Linked DNA regions of Rattus norvegicus: all the other regions are linked to region 3. A link is a contact called in public Hi-C and HiChIP or PLAC-seq data. All regions are on one chromosome and are shown on one strand. The core of a region is the stretch at or near the end of the contact, and the rest is flanking DNA. Distances in the headings are between cores, read along the strand shown. Region 1 holds the start of Gnaq (G protein subunit alpha q). Region 2 overlaps Gna14 (G protein subunit alpha 14). Region 3 overlaps Gnaq (G protein subunit alpha q).

Region 1 (3,954 bases), core at 1,150-3,649, 200 kb before region 3:
CCTTCTTGATGTTCCTATATATTTTATCCTGTGTGTTGCTGCTGTTCCTAACTTCCTGATTTCTTTCCAACGATTCTCCAACTGAGTGGTTTTTGTTTTGTTTTTTTTTAACCAATTTAAATATCTGTGCCGGGGCTGTCCCTGAGGTTGAGACACAAGTGACAAAACAGAGGTCAGTTAAGCAAAAATATATTATTGACACCATAATGGCACAGTTTGTCTCAGGGGCTCCTTAGGAAACCAGACATGAAATGTTGATCGCTTTGTTTTCCAGTGTGTTGTGTCCCTCTAGTACACACTGGAAAACACACACACACACACACACACACACCACCACCACCACCACCACCACCACCACCAACACCATCACCACCACCACACAAAATGGGGGCACAGGGCATACTACTTGTGATTCTCCCCCAAGCTATTTTACATTTCTGCCTATTGACTTTGACTCTTTAGTGTTTAAGCATTTATTTTCACAGCAAGTCCTACCAGCTCTGATGGTATTCATAGAAAAGGGGTGAGAGGTTCATCTTCTTTGCTGTCTTGGCAAGACATCTTATTAAAAAGGAGAGTATAACATACAGACTTCAAGTCCACAACTCCATCTGAGTCCTGACATAGAGGATGGGTGTGTGTGTATGTGTGTGTGTGTGTGTGTGCGCGCGCGCGCGGGCGCGCGGTGCATCAAAGAAGTAGAGAATAAGGCAAAGCAGAGGGGAGACCTTGGAGTCTAAGACTTGTTTCACTCCTAATTTGTAGCAATGATTATGACCTTACATTGCAGCCTAGATCAATAGGGGCAGTTCATGGAAAGCACAACATGGGGAGGGCTCCACTTCTACCTGCAAAGGCAGGGAGAATAGTATGAATCTCCCCCTTGATGTTTAAGACACATTGAATCGAATGAACATTTTTTCCCCCCAAATAACCTTGAGTGATCAAGACTTTTTCTATTTATTAGTAAACCATCTCAAATTAGAAGTGTAAAAACCAAGTAGAATTTTGCTCCAATGGTACTAGTTTCTCCACTTTTTCCTATTTTATTCTCTCCCCTCCCCCTTTTCTTTGATACAATGTTTCATACTGCTCAGGAAGCAATTCTCCTGCCTCAGCCTGTCGAGTGTGGAGTTTATGACACACCATATCCGTCTCTTTCATTTCATTCTGTACTATTTGGAGATCTCCCAGAAATCATCCTTAACTGTCACGGTGTAGAAGGGTCAAGCTCATAATATCAGACTTTTTAACATAGTGTGCTGGTAGGGAAACAGAAATCACCTTAGTGACCGGAAAAGTTGGAACAGATCAGGAGGCTCTTGGAAACTTGGGTTTTTCTCTTCAGGATTCAGATTCCTATCTGGAGATACTGAGGACAGTTCCGTCCACAGATCTCTTGGTAACCCCCAGCGAGCCGGTGACAATCCTTTCTCTTTCCTAGTAAAGAGTATCCCATTTTCTAAGACAGATCTGGAGTCAGAGGCCACTTGAGGCAGTTTTTCCGGAATGGCGTTTTAGAAATAGGAAAGGGCAGCAGGGCTGTAGAGAGGCCTGGGGTGCAGCGCGTGGGCACCCATCAGGGCTCCCGCCGCGCCAGCGGCCGGAGGGCAGGCCGAGGACGCCATATTCTCGCCGACCACGCCCCGGCGGCCCGCGGCAGCCAAAGGACTGTGTTCGCCGGCCGGCCGGCCCCGCTTGAGCGGCCGTGACCGCTGCTCCCGGGCTCGCGCAGAGGGAAGCGGCGGGCGAGCCAGGCCGGCAGTCGGGGGCGGGGCGAGGAGAGCGCGAGCTGTCCAGGAGGGGCCTCGGCCCCGCCCCTTGCGCTGCGCCCGCCCCCTGCGCCCGCCCTCCTCCCGCCGCCGCCTCCCTCCCGGATCTGTGCTCCAGTTCAGAGAAAGGAGAAAATGTGTGTGTGTGGCGAGGGGGAGGGCGAGCACTGAGCAGCCGCGGCGCGCCTGGCAATCGGGCCGGGTGGGCGTCCGGCGGAGGCGGGGGCGGAGGCGGGGAGCGCGCGGCGGCCGGCTGCCCGGTTTGCGCGCGAGCCGAGTGGGCGCGGGCAGGCCGAGGGCGCCCGGAGCCGAGTCAGGCGGCGGCGAGGAGCGGGCGCGCCGGGCGCGCGGAGCCGTCGGCGGTCGCTCGCTGCTGGGCCGCCTCGGTGGATGAGCTCGGGCCGCTGGGCGCACAGCTTAGGGCAGCATCGGCAGCGGCGCCTGGAGGGCCGCGCGCTCTCCAAGAAGGCGGCGTGTGAGCGCGGCCGGGCGCGGCGGCCTTTCCTCGCGCGTCCCAGGCCCCCGGCCCCGCTCGTCCCCGGCCCGCCTGGGCTACGGGCCCGGCCGCCGTCCTCACCGCGGCTCCCTGAGCTCGTCCCTGACGCGCGCCCGGGCGGCGGGACTCCGCGGCCGCCGCTGCCTCGGGGGAGCGAGGGCGGAGGGCGTGTGTGCGCGCGTGTGAGCAGGGCGCCGGCGGGGCTGCAGCGAGGCACTTCGGAAGAATGACTCTGGAGTCCATCATGGCGTGCTGCCTGAGCGAGGAGGCCAAGGAAGCCCGGAGGATCAACGACGAGATCGAGCGGCAGCTGCGCAGGGACAAGCGCGACGCCCGCCGGGAGCTCAAGCTGCTGCTGCTGGGTGAGTGCGGCCCTTGGGCCCTGGTGCCCCCCGCCCCGGCTCGCCGCTGCCCTCCCCGCGCGCGTTCCCGGTCGGCACCCGCACCCGCGCGCGCGCACACAGGGGCCGAGGGCCGGGGCTCCGGAGCTGCGGTGTGCGCCTTCGGTGTCAGCTAGGGCCGTGCTCTGTGCGCCGCGTCTGCGGGACGGCTGAGCGTCCGCGCGAGCGGCGCGGGTGGGCGATGGCGTGCAGTGCGGTGGCAGGCCAGCGTCCATTGTGGCGCGTTGTAGGGTGGAGAGGGAAGGGTGGAAACGGGGAGCAGACTAGGGTCTGGATTCAGCTAGGAAAGGTGCTGAGGAAGCCTTGGCTGGCGCTCCAAAGAAACCCGGGTTAACGTACTGGGCAGGGGCGGGGCGGGAAGACTAGCCCAAATGTGCTCCACTGTAGCCACCAGGCCACTGACAGGAGTGACCCCAGAGAGTTGCATGGGCAGTGGATGGTGACAGGCGTCTCTTCTGCACCATTCCTTCTGGATAAAGATGAAGGATCCGGGAGTGTTGTACTGTGTGGTTGTTGACAGCAGACGGCTATCTTTTGTTTAATGAGGCGACCCAGATGTATGCCTGAATTCACAGCAGTTTCTACTGGAAACCAGCACAGCCTCTCAGTTACTCTCCTGGAAACAAACAGAAACCTTTTGTTTAAAACGGACATTTTAGTATCTTGCCATCTGGGCTCCAAGAAAAACGGGAAGAGTTCGAGAAAATTTCCCTCAGATCTCTTTTTTTTTTTTTTTCTAAATGACAATCCAACATTCTGCTTTAACACGAAATTAAGAAGAAAATGCTATTTTCAAATAGGAATTATATTGATTATTATCTCTGAGAGGATGTTTGGAATCAAGCGATCAGGGTTCATGTACAAGCTAGCATGACATAACTATTGCTACTGTGGTAGGAAGCATGAACTGCTTTGCAGGAACAGGCCTGAAAAATGTCTGCACTTGTGTTTATTTGTATGAGTAAAAATAACGCTTCTCAAACATTTCTGTAAGAAGAGGATATTGCTTCGTTGGTTGGGATTTGAGAAGTCCCCCCTCCCCTCTTTCTTTTCTATCTGGAGCAGTCCATCTGCTGGCTCCAGGAACCCATTACCTTGGGGACCGAACTGCTTATGTACTGGATCACTTATAGTCAGGAGCAAAATATCACAATCACAAATGGCTACCAATGCTATTTCCTTCCCCAGCGTAGGTTTTTTTTTTATTGAAATCCAGTTAGGTAAATGTGCACATATAAAGTGTTCATACAGTACAGAAGGCAAGGAGCTGAATAAAAAGGTGGGT
Region 2 (3,678 bases), core at 874-3,373, 250 kb after region 3:
GTTGAAGTTTCAGGCCCTTCGTTGTAATTAGCCTGATGTGAGTGCTGTGAACAGAAATGATGACTTCTACAGGAGCAGTAAGCCTCTTAACTGCTGAACCATCCCTTCTCTCCTTTTTGAGAGGGAAATTGAGCTTTGTCCTCCACAGAACCTGAATGGTGCAGAGTGTTTGCCAAACAAGGCATGCAGAGAAAGACTCTGGTGCACACAGCAATTGCCCTAACACACGTAACCATCTCTCTCCAGGCTGGAGGACTTCATGGTCACCCACCCACACATTCCTTCCTCTTTTTAAAATATAAATGTTGCTGTAAAATTATAAAAAAAATGCTGTCTTTTACCCTGCACTAGGTTTGGCACCGCAGTGCCCCAAGCTCTCTGGTAGACGTCTTCATCTCAGTCAGCAAAGCCTCTCACCCGCTCTGCTCCATCCCATATCACACTGCCGGTGGCTTCTCTCTGAGCCTGGCAACAATCTCTCTATCTATCTAGTTCCCAAGGCAGGCTGCCACCATGCCAGACATACGTATGTCTCCAGTCATCACACTCTCTTGAATTCAATTAAATCGCCACATGAAAGAACACACAACACAATAATAACCTCTGATCCAGTTGATAAGATATAATTGACCACTAGACATACAAAGCCCTGTACACATCCATCCCTTAAGAACATTCATAAAAACCCATGAATGTGCGGAGAGGAACCTTAACATCAGCCTCCATGGTCTCTCGGCTGCTTCTCCTACCTTCTCCAGTCTCCTCCCCTCTCTAAAACTTTTCTCCCGCCCATCCTTCCTTCTCGTCCAATGACAGGCCTCATTCTATCTTGTACCTGCCTTCACCTATATAATGACATCCTACATTTAACCCTTTTTGTCTAATTAAAAAAAACTTTTCTTTCAAATATAAGCTGAGCACAGCTATTATCATTTTGTAATTAAAAGCATAAAATATATCTAACACCCAGTCCAACACTTTATCAGTTAAACAGAACATTTAGTTATCCATTCCAGCTTAAGAAAGGCTTAAAATCTATGTTATATTCTGGCTAGCTTGTATACTATCTGATAGCTATCTAATAAGATATGCATTTTCAAAGTCAAATAGCCTGATAGGCTATGAGACTGTAATCAGTCTTCAACCCCATCAGAAATCTGAGAATGACCAAATATCTATACACATAGGAAGCCTAACACAGCTTCCAGAGCTGAGAGGTTGTAGAGACAAATCTCCACTAGCACAGTCCTCTGTTAGCCACATGTGAGCGCAAATCTTCAGCCTTCTGACCCAAAATCAACTGACAGACCCTTGAAATGCAGAAATCTTGAAGGGTTGATAATTCTGTCTTGGCAAAATTATCAGTCAACCATTCTGCATAAGGTGTCCCTTTTTGGACAGTATCAGTCTGTAGATGAAATAGGCAGTTTCTGCCTAGCCACAAAATATTACCTCACCTGGAGGTAGAAATGCTTATTTTCTTTGTTAAATCTAGCAAAGGAGAACTCTTTCTACCCCCCCCCCGCCCTTCTCTCCTTGACCCCTTTTTCCTTCTCTCCCCTTTCCCCTCCCCCTTTCCAGCCTCTCCATTGTCTGTATGTATGTATGTATGTATGTATGTATGTATGTATGTATGTATGTCTTCTATCTGCCCCTACTCCCTTCTCAACTCCCCTTCCCATGGCCTAAATAAACTCTATTCTATACTATACCACCTTGGGGTTGGTACCTCAGGGGGAAGGGATACCTCAGCATGGGCCACCGCGGAGGCACCCCTCCCACCTCACCATACCTTACCCTACCAAAATATATTCTGGTCTTAAAAAGAAAAAGAAAAGAAAACACAACACCCAATGGAGAATGATTCCTTCATAAAACAGACCCCAGATGAATGAATTCAGATATATAGAGGGGGACAGTGGTGTGCTACATGGGTGAATTTAATTATCCAGCTGTTTCCAGGGGTCACAAGCGTTTGTGCATGTGTGTGTGCATGTGTGTGTGTGGGGGGGGGGTCATAGAAGTGTTTAAAGCCCTGCAGATCATCTGGGTTCTGACCCAACAACTTGGCACTGTTGTGGTCAGTGTGAAAGGAGACGGTGTGACAGCCGAGGCTATGTTCCAGAAGAATGTTATTCACAAACTGAGTCAGGGGCTGGATTTGGTCCACCAGCTCCATTTTGACCAACTACACTGCAATCATTCATGTTTCAGAAGTCACTTTGGCAAAAGAGGTTTTGTGAGTCTCTAAGTAGCGTAGACATCACTCTGCCTTCAAGCAATTCCACTTCTTTTCCATTTGAGTACAGGCAGCCCGGTTTCCCCTGCCTCCTCTATACTCAGTGGACACTTTCGACCAACCCTGGCTCACTGAACTGTGTCTAGACGTGATGTCTTCAGCATCCAGACCCAGTTCACAGAACTTCTGCCCGATGTTCCCTGCTCTTTCCACTCTTCTGCGGGCATGGAAGACTCCAGGACCCAGGATGTTGTTAGAGTCACCTGCTGCTGTGAGCCTGGGTCCCAGAATAACAGTGTGCCGTGAAGCTTCTCGCCCCACCCTACAAGGACTCCCACTGGACTGGGCAGGGGCGTGAAACAAATGTCAGCGTTCCGTGGGTATCAGGGTACATATCCGGACAAAGAACAGACACTGAAAGAGAGGGAAAGAGCAGATCTTATGTTTGTTGGACTGAACTGTCTCCTGTAAAACAAACAAAGCTGAAACTAAGGCCACTCCAGAGCCAGACGAGGAGGAGCAAGTTGGTGGCAGGAAACCCTATCTGTCATGGGACACATCACGAGGCCTCTAGGCACATGCGGCCCAACTAACCCCAAAGAAGTGATCACAGGAAGGGCAGCTTTCTTCAGCCACATAGTGAGCCCTGCTTCTGGTGGGTTCCACTGTCTTGGTGGATTCAAACTGCCTTAGGTTTAAAATACTTAAAACATAAAACCCAGGGCCTGTTCTGAACACGCAGACACCTCCCCCGTTTAGTGTTTTCTGAGATATGGTTTCTCTGTATAGTCCTGGCTGTCCTGGAACTTACTGTGTACACCAGGCTAACCTTGAACTCACAGGTCTGCCTGCCTCGGCCTCTCCAGTGCTGGGATTAAAGGCATGAGCCACCATATGACTGTTTCTTTTGTCATCATTCCCTTCCAGGAGTATCTGGCCTTTAGAGATTGTCACATGACATCATCTACAAAAACCATGCATGGAAGTTGGGCAATCAGGTTACAAACCAAAACCAAAAACAACAACAGCAGCAACAACAACAACAACAACAACAACAACAACAATAACAACAACACCCTGTTTGTAGTAAGTTTGTGATTTCGGGTTAGGCTGTAGTCATAGCTGTCCTGAGTTGCATGTGTCCTATGGACCTCAGCCTGGACACAAGTGTCTAAGTAAGACATATAACAACTCGTGAAAGCATTTACATTGGTGGTTTACGGGGTGTGAGCAGGTCCTACAAAATGCTCTGAAATCTTAAAGAGGATCTTGGTCGTCCTTGGGATTTAGTATTCATGGGGTGTGGGGGTTCTGGAAAGTATTCCTGGAGAACACTCGGAGTCAACTACAAACTCAAGGATTGGAGTCCATCTTCCAGATGCTCTCTGATACCTTATGCCTTCAATGCGCTTCTCCATCCTAGAACTCGAAGGTTCTTA
Region 3 (3,565 bases), core at 241-2,740:
TGGCTGGCTGGCTGGCTGGCTGACTGGCTGGTATAAAAGTATATTATCAATCAGTGACTTTTTTTATCAGATGTCTTCAAATTTCTACTAGCATTCCATCATTCAGTCTCTAGGTGGGTGTTTTCTGTGAAAGCATGGCCCAGTTCCTTTGGTTCATAAGATGATTTACTATGCCACAGATTAAAATGATAAAGCTGTGTCCTTGTTTGCTTTCTGTTGCCATGACAAATGCCATGACCATCAGCACCTTGAGGAGGAAAGGGTTTATTTTATGTTACAGTTTATAGTTGATCATGAGAGGAAGTCAGAGCAGGAGCATGGAGGCAGGAACGTGGAGGCAAGAGCTGAAGCAAGAGGCCGTGGAGACATACTACTTACTGACTTGTTCTCCATGGCTTGCTTATGCCACTGAGGACACCTGCCCAGCGGTGATATCACCCAAAATGGGGCTGGACCATTTCTGTACATCAGTCATTAATTCAGAAAATGCCTACAGGCTATCTGATGAAGGTATTTTTCTGAGTTGAAATTCTGTTTTCTCTGATGACTAGTGCTTGGATAACCTGTGCTGTTTCTCTGTTAGATCTTTTAGTTCTGTGAGGTAAGTCAGACCCACTTTGGAGCTTTTTCTTGGGCTCTCATCAAGCCTGATGGTAGCCCTGGAGCTGATGTTTCAGCATTACAGGAAAGTACAGCCCATAGCCAGCGCCCCTGAGTGAGGCACATGCTCAGAAGCACACGTTCGTATTGGAGTGATCTGTTTAATTTTCAGTTGTAGTAAAACATGCAAATGTCATTACCTCTAACTTCTTAAACCACTAAAGTAATTCAGAACTATAGAATTCTGGTTTCTGAAACTTCCTGGTTTGGGTGGACAGAACAAGAATAAACTGACAGTTTGTTCTTGGTCTGAAATAGACTGCTCACACAGAGCAGACTTGACTGTGCTTACCTTGGTATATATTCGTGAGAGAAACCTGAGAGTGAGTGCTGTTAGCCTTTCTATCCTGCAGAACTATAGACAATGCACTGTAGACCACAAACAACAAAGCCATTCTGTAGAGGCTGGGGAGCTGATTGTTTGGTAAAGTACATCAGTCCCCAGAATGCACATAAAGCTGGGCATAGAGGCACATGCTTGTAATCTGAGAAGGTGGATACAGGCAGATGCCTGGGACTTTCTAGCCAGCTAAGCCAAGACTGTTTGGCTCGCCCCGGGCCTGTGAGAGAACCTAGCTCCCTTCTCCACCTACCTCCCTCCAAAAGGTAGATGGTAAATGCATGAGTACACACAGATACAGGGATGTGCAGGGAGAATGTTCCAGATTATTTCCGTTTAGTTGTCTTTTGGTTATTTGAAAACGTTGTTTATTAATCTCTGCAATTTTGCACAGATCTCCTTTTGTCTGTGCGAGTCTCAGCCTTCCTATTGTTTGGGGAATGAATGTCTTTCTCCTTTGTCTCCAAATAAGGAGATAAGCATGAACCAGTAGGCTAGACAACGAAGGCTATCGTGCTGCACTGCTTTCTGACTTCCCTTCCTCTCTTACGTTCCCCGTGTTAACAGACCAGCAGGCAGCCAACTGTTCTGCTGTAATCCTTTCACGGACACATTATTTCAGAGCCTCTGAGAGCCAGAACAAGACATAGCCCGCATGTATCACTGTGTGTTCAAACTAAGCTTTTAGTCTTTAACTGAGTTTAAACTCGCTTTCCAGTCTATGCCTGTACATGGTGCCCTCTCCACGATTCCTGTAAATATGTACATCTAACTGATTAGTCCTTTTGACTTGGTCATGCTGAATTCTGGTTTCTGAAACTTCCTGGTTTGGGTGAACAAAACAAGAATAAACTGACAGTTTGTTCTTGGTCTGAAATAGACTGCTCACACAGAGCAGACTTGACTGTGCTTACCTTGGTATATTATATATTCGTGAGAGAAACCTGGGAGTGAATTACAGCTTTTAAAACACAATTACTTGGTAATAAAATGATAAAATGTTTGCTACTTCTTTTTTAATTTAAAATTTTATGGTTTTATTGATCTTCATGTGCATGGATGTTTTGCCTGCATGGATGTCTTTGCACTATGTGCATGCATTGCCTGTGGAGACCAGAAGAGGGCATGGAATCCCCTGGAATTGAAGTTAGAGATGACTGAGCTGCCCTGTAGGTTTCAAAAATTGAACCCAGGGTGTGATGACGATTGGTGGTGGTGGTGGTGGTGGTGGTGGTGGTGGTGGTGGTAACAATGATGATGATGATGATGATGATGATGATGAAGATGAAGAAGAAGATGATGATGATAAAGGGTAGAATGTTTTAGAGAAGGAATCTACTCAAAGGTTACTGGGGAACTTCATTTAAGAAAAAAAAATCAGTGTTGGTCTCATAGAGTGTGATGTGATGAACAAGAGTCACTGGTGGCCACACTAATAGAGCTATATTGTTTTAGAATTAGGAACCCTAGGAATAGTCTATGGAGATGGCTCAGTAGGTGAGAGCAAGCACGAGGACCTAAGTTCAGATCTCTAGCATCTACATAAAAAGGCAGGTGTGGCTATGCATACCTGTAATGTTGGTGTTGTGAGGCAGAGACAGGAAGCTCTGTAGAGTTTGTGATGTCAGATTAGTCCAATAAGTGAACTTCCAGTTCAGTGAGAGCCACTGTCTTGGGGCAGCAGGGAGAAAATAAGTGATGGAGACCACTGACATCCTGCTCTAACTCCCACATGGCCATTGGCCCTCACACCTGTGCAATCACATACATGTATACAGCACACACATACATACATGCAGCAGTAAGACAGAAACTTACTTTCTGGGATACTGGACACTTAAGGTGTTGTACCTCAGAACTGTCCCTGACTAAGAAACAGGGAAGTAGAAAGAGTCCAGTTGTCCTGGTTGAGTCCTAGCCCCACTCACAGGCTGAGTAATCATGAACAGTGACTGTCTTTGTGTTAACTATTTTAATGTAAACACTTAAGATACTGGATAGGTCTTCCATTGCTGGAAGAGAGTGCATTCAGAAACAACCGAACGACAGAGGTTTTCCTGGTTTCAGAGGGCAGAAGGTGTGATAGCGTTCATAGTGGGGAGAACATGTGACAGATTTTTCATGGCACCAGACCAGAGAAACACAGAGATAGGAAAAGGAGATAGAGGTCTACTTCACCACCCAGACCCCACTTCTTAAGGAATCCACTCTCTTCAAAATAGGACCACAAGCTGGCAACTGGGAATTCAAAACATGAGCCTGTGGGGGACATTGCAGATTCAAACTGTAGCAGTGATGTTATTTGTAAGTAATATATAAACTACCTAGAACACAAATCTCAAGGAAATGATAGCTCACATCATCAACAATCTTGATTGGTTGGTTAAGACAGGGTCTCATGCAGCCTAAACTGACCCCAAATCCATGTGTAGCCAAGGATATACTTGAGTGAATTCCCAATTCTGCATGCACACATACTCACGAGGGTCAAAGGGAAAGAAGTTTGCTTACTGCTCAGACTGTTCTCTGTTCTCATTTTCCGCTCATGCAATGGGAGAAAGGACA

What was found. Hi-C and Micro-C count contacts between places; a contact is called where the count stands out from the background. HiChIP or PLAC-seq counts read pairs in DNA pulled down with a chosen protein or histone mark.
Region 1: a contact with region 3 is called in an H3K27ac HiChIP or PLAC-seq map of oligodendrocytes, with 5 times the contacts expected there. The contact joins the promoter of Gnaq here to the enhancer-like site in region 3. A contact is called at or near these places in 6 of 12 Hi-C or Micro-C datasets (the A7r5 cell line, the Rat2 cell line, Schwann cells and 3 more) and 1 of 1 datasets of contacts at active chromatin or transcription factors (oligodendrocytes).
Region 2: a contact with region 3 is called in a Hi-C map of Schwann cells, with 8 times the contacts expected there. The contact joins two enhancer-like sites. A contact is called at or near these places in 10 of 12 Hi-C or Micro-C datasets (the Rat2 cell line, Schwann cells, frontal cortex and 6 more).

What each region holds. Positions count from the first base shown.
Region 1 is chr1:222,850,054-222,854,007 of GRCr8, forward strand. Gnaq (G protein subunit alpha q) reads left to right here and starts at 2,400. Exons shown (of 7, transcript NM_031036.3): 1 at 2,400-2,630. The coding sequence starts at 2,495.
Region 2 is chr1:223,305,613-223,309,290 of GRCr8, forward strand. All of the region lies in intron 2 of Gna14 (G protein subunit alpha 14), which reads left to right. Among named protein-coding and RNA genes, the nearest start is that of Gna14, 170 kb to the left of the region's middle. Within about 2 kb of position 2,124, at least 5 of the 93 cell types and tissues checked have an H3K27ac peak or open chromatin away from gene starts, as enhancers often do. A contact at or near this core is called in Schwann cells, where this site is marked.
Region 3 is chr1:223,054,406-223,057,970 of GRCr8, forward strand. All of the region lies in intron 5 of Gnaq (G protein subunit alpha q), which reads left to right. Among named protein-coding and RNA genes, the nearest start is that of Gna14, 86 kb to the right of the region's middle. Within about 2 kb of position 1,491, at least 34 of the 93 cell types and tissues checked have an H3K27ac peak or open chromatin away from gene starts, as enhancers often do. A contact at or near this core is called in Schwann cells, where this site is marked.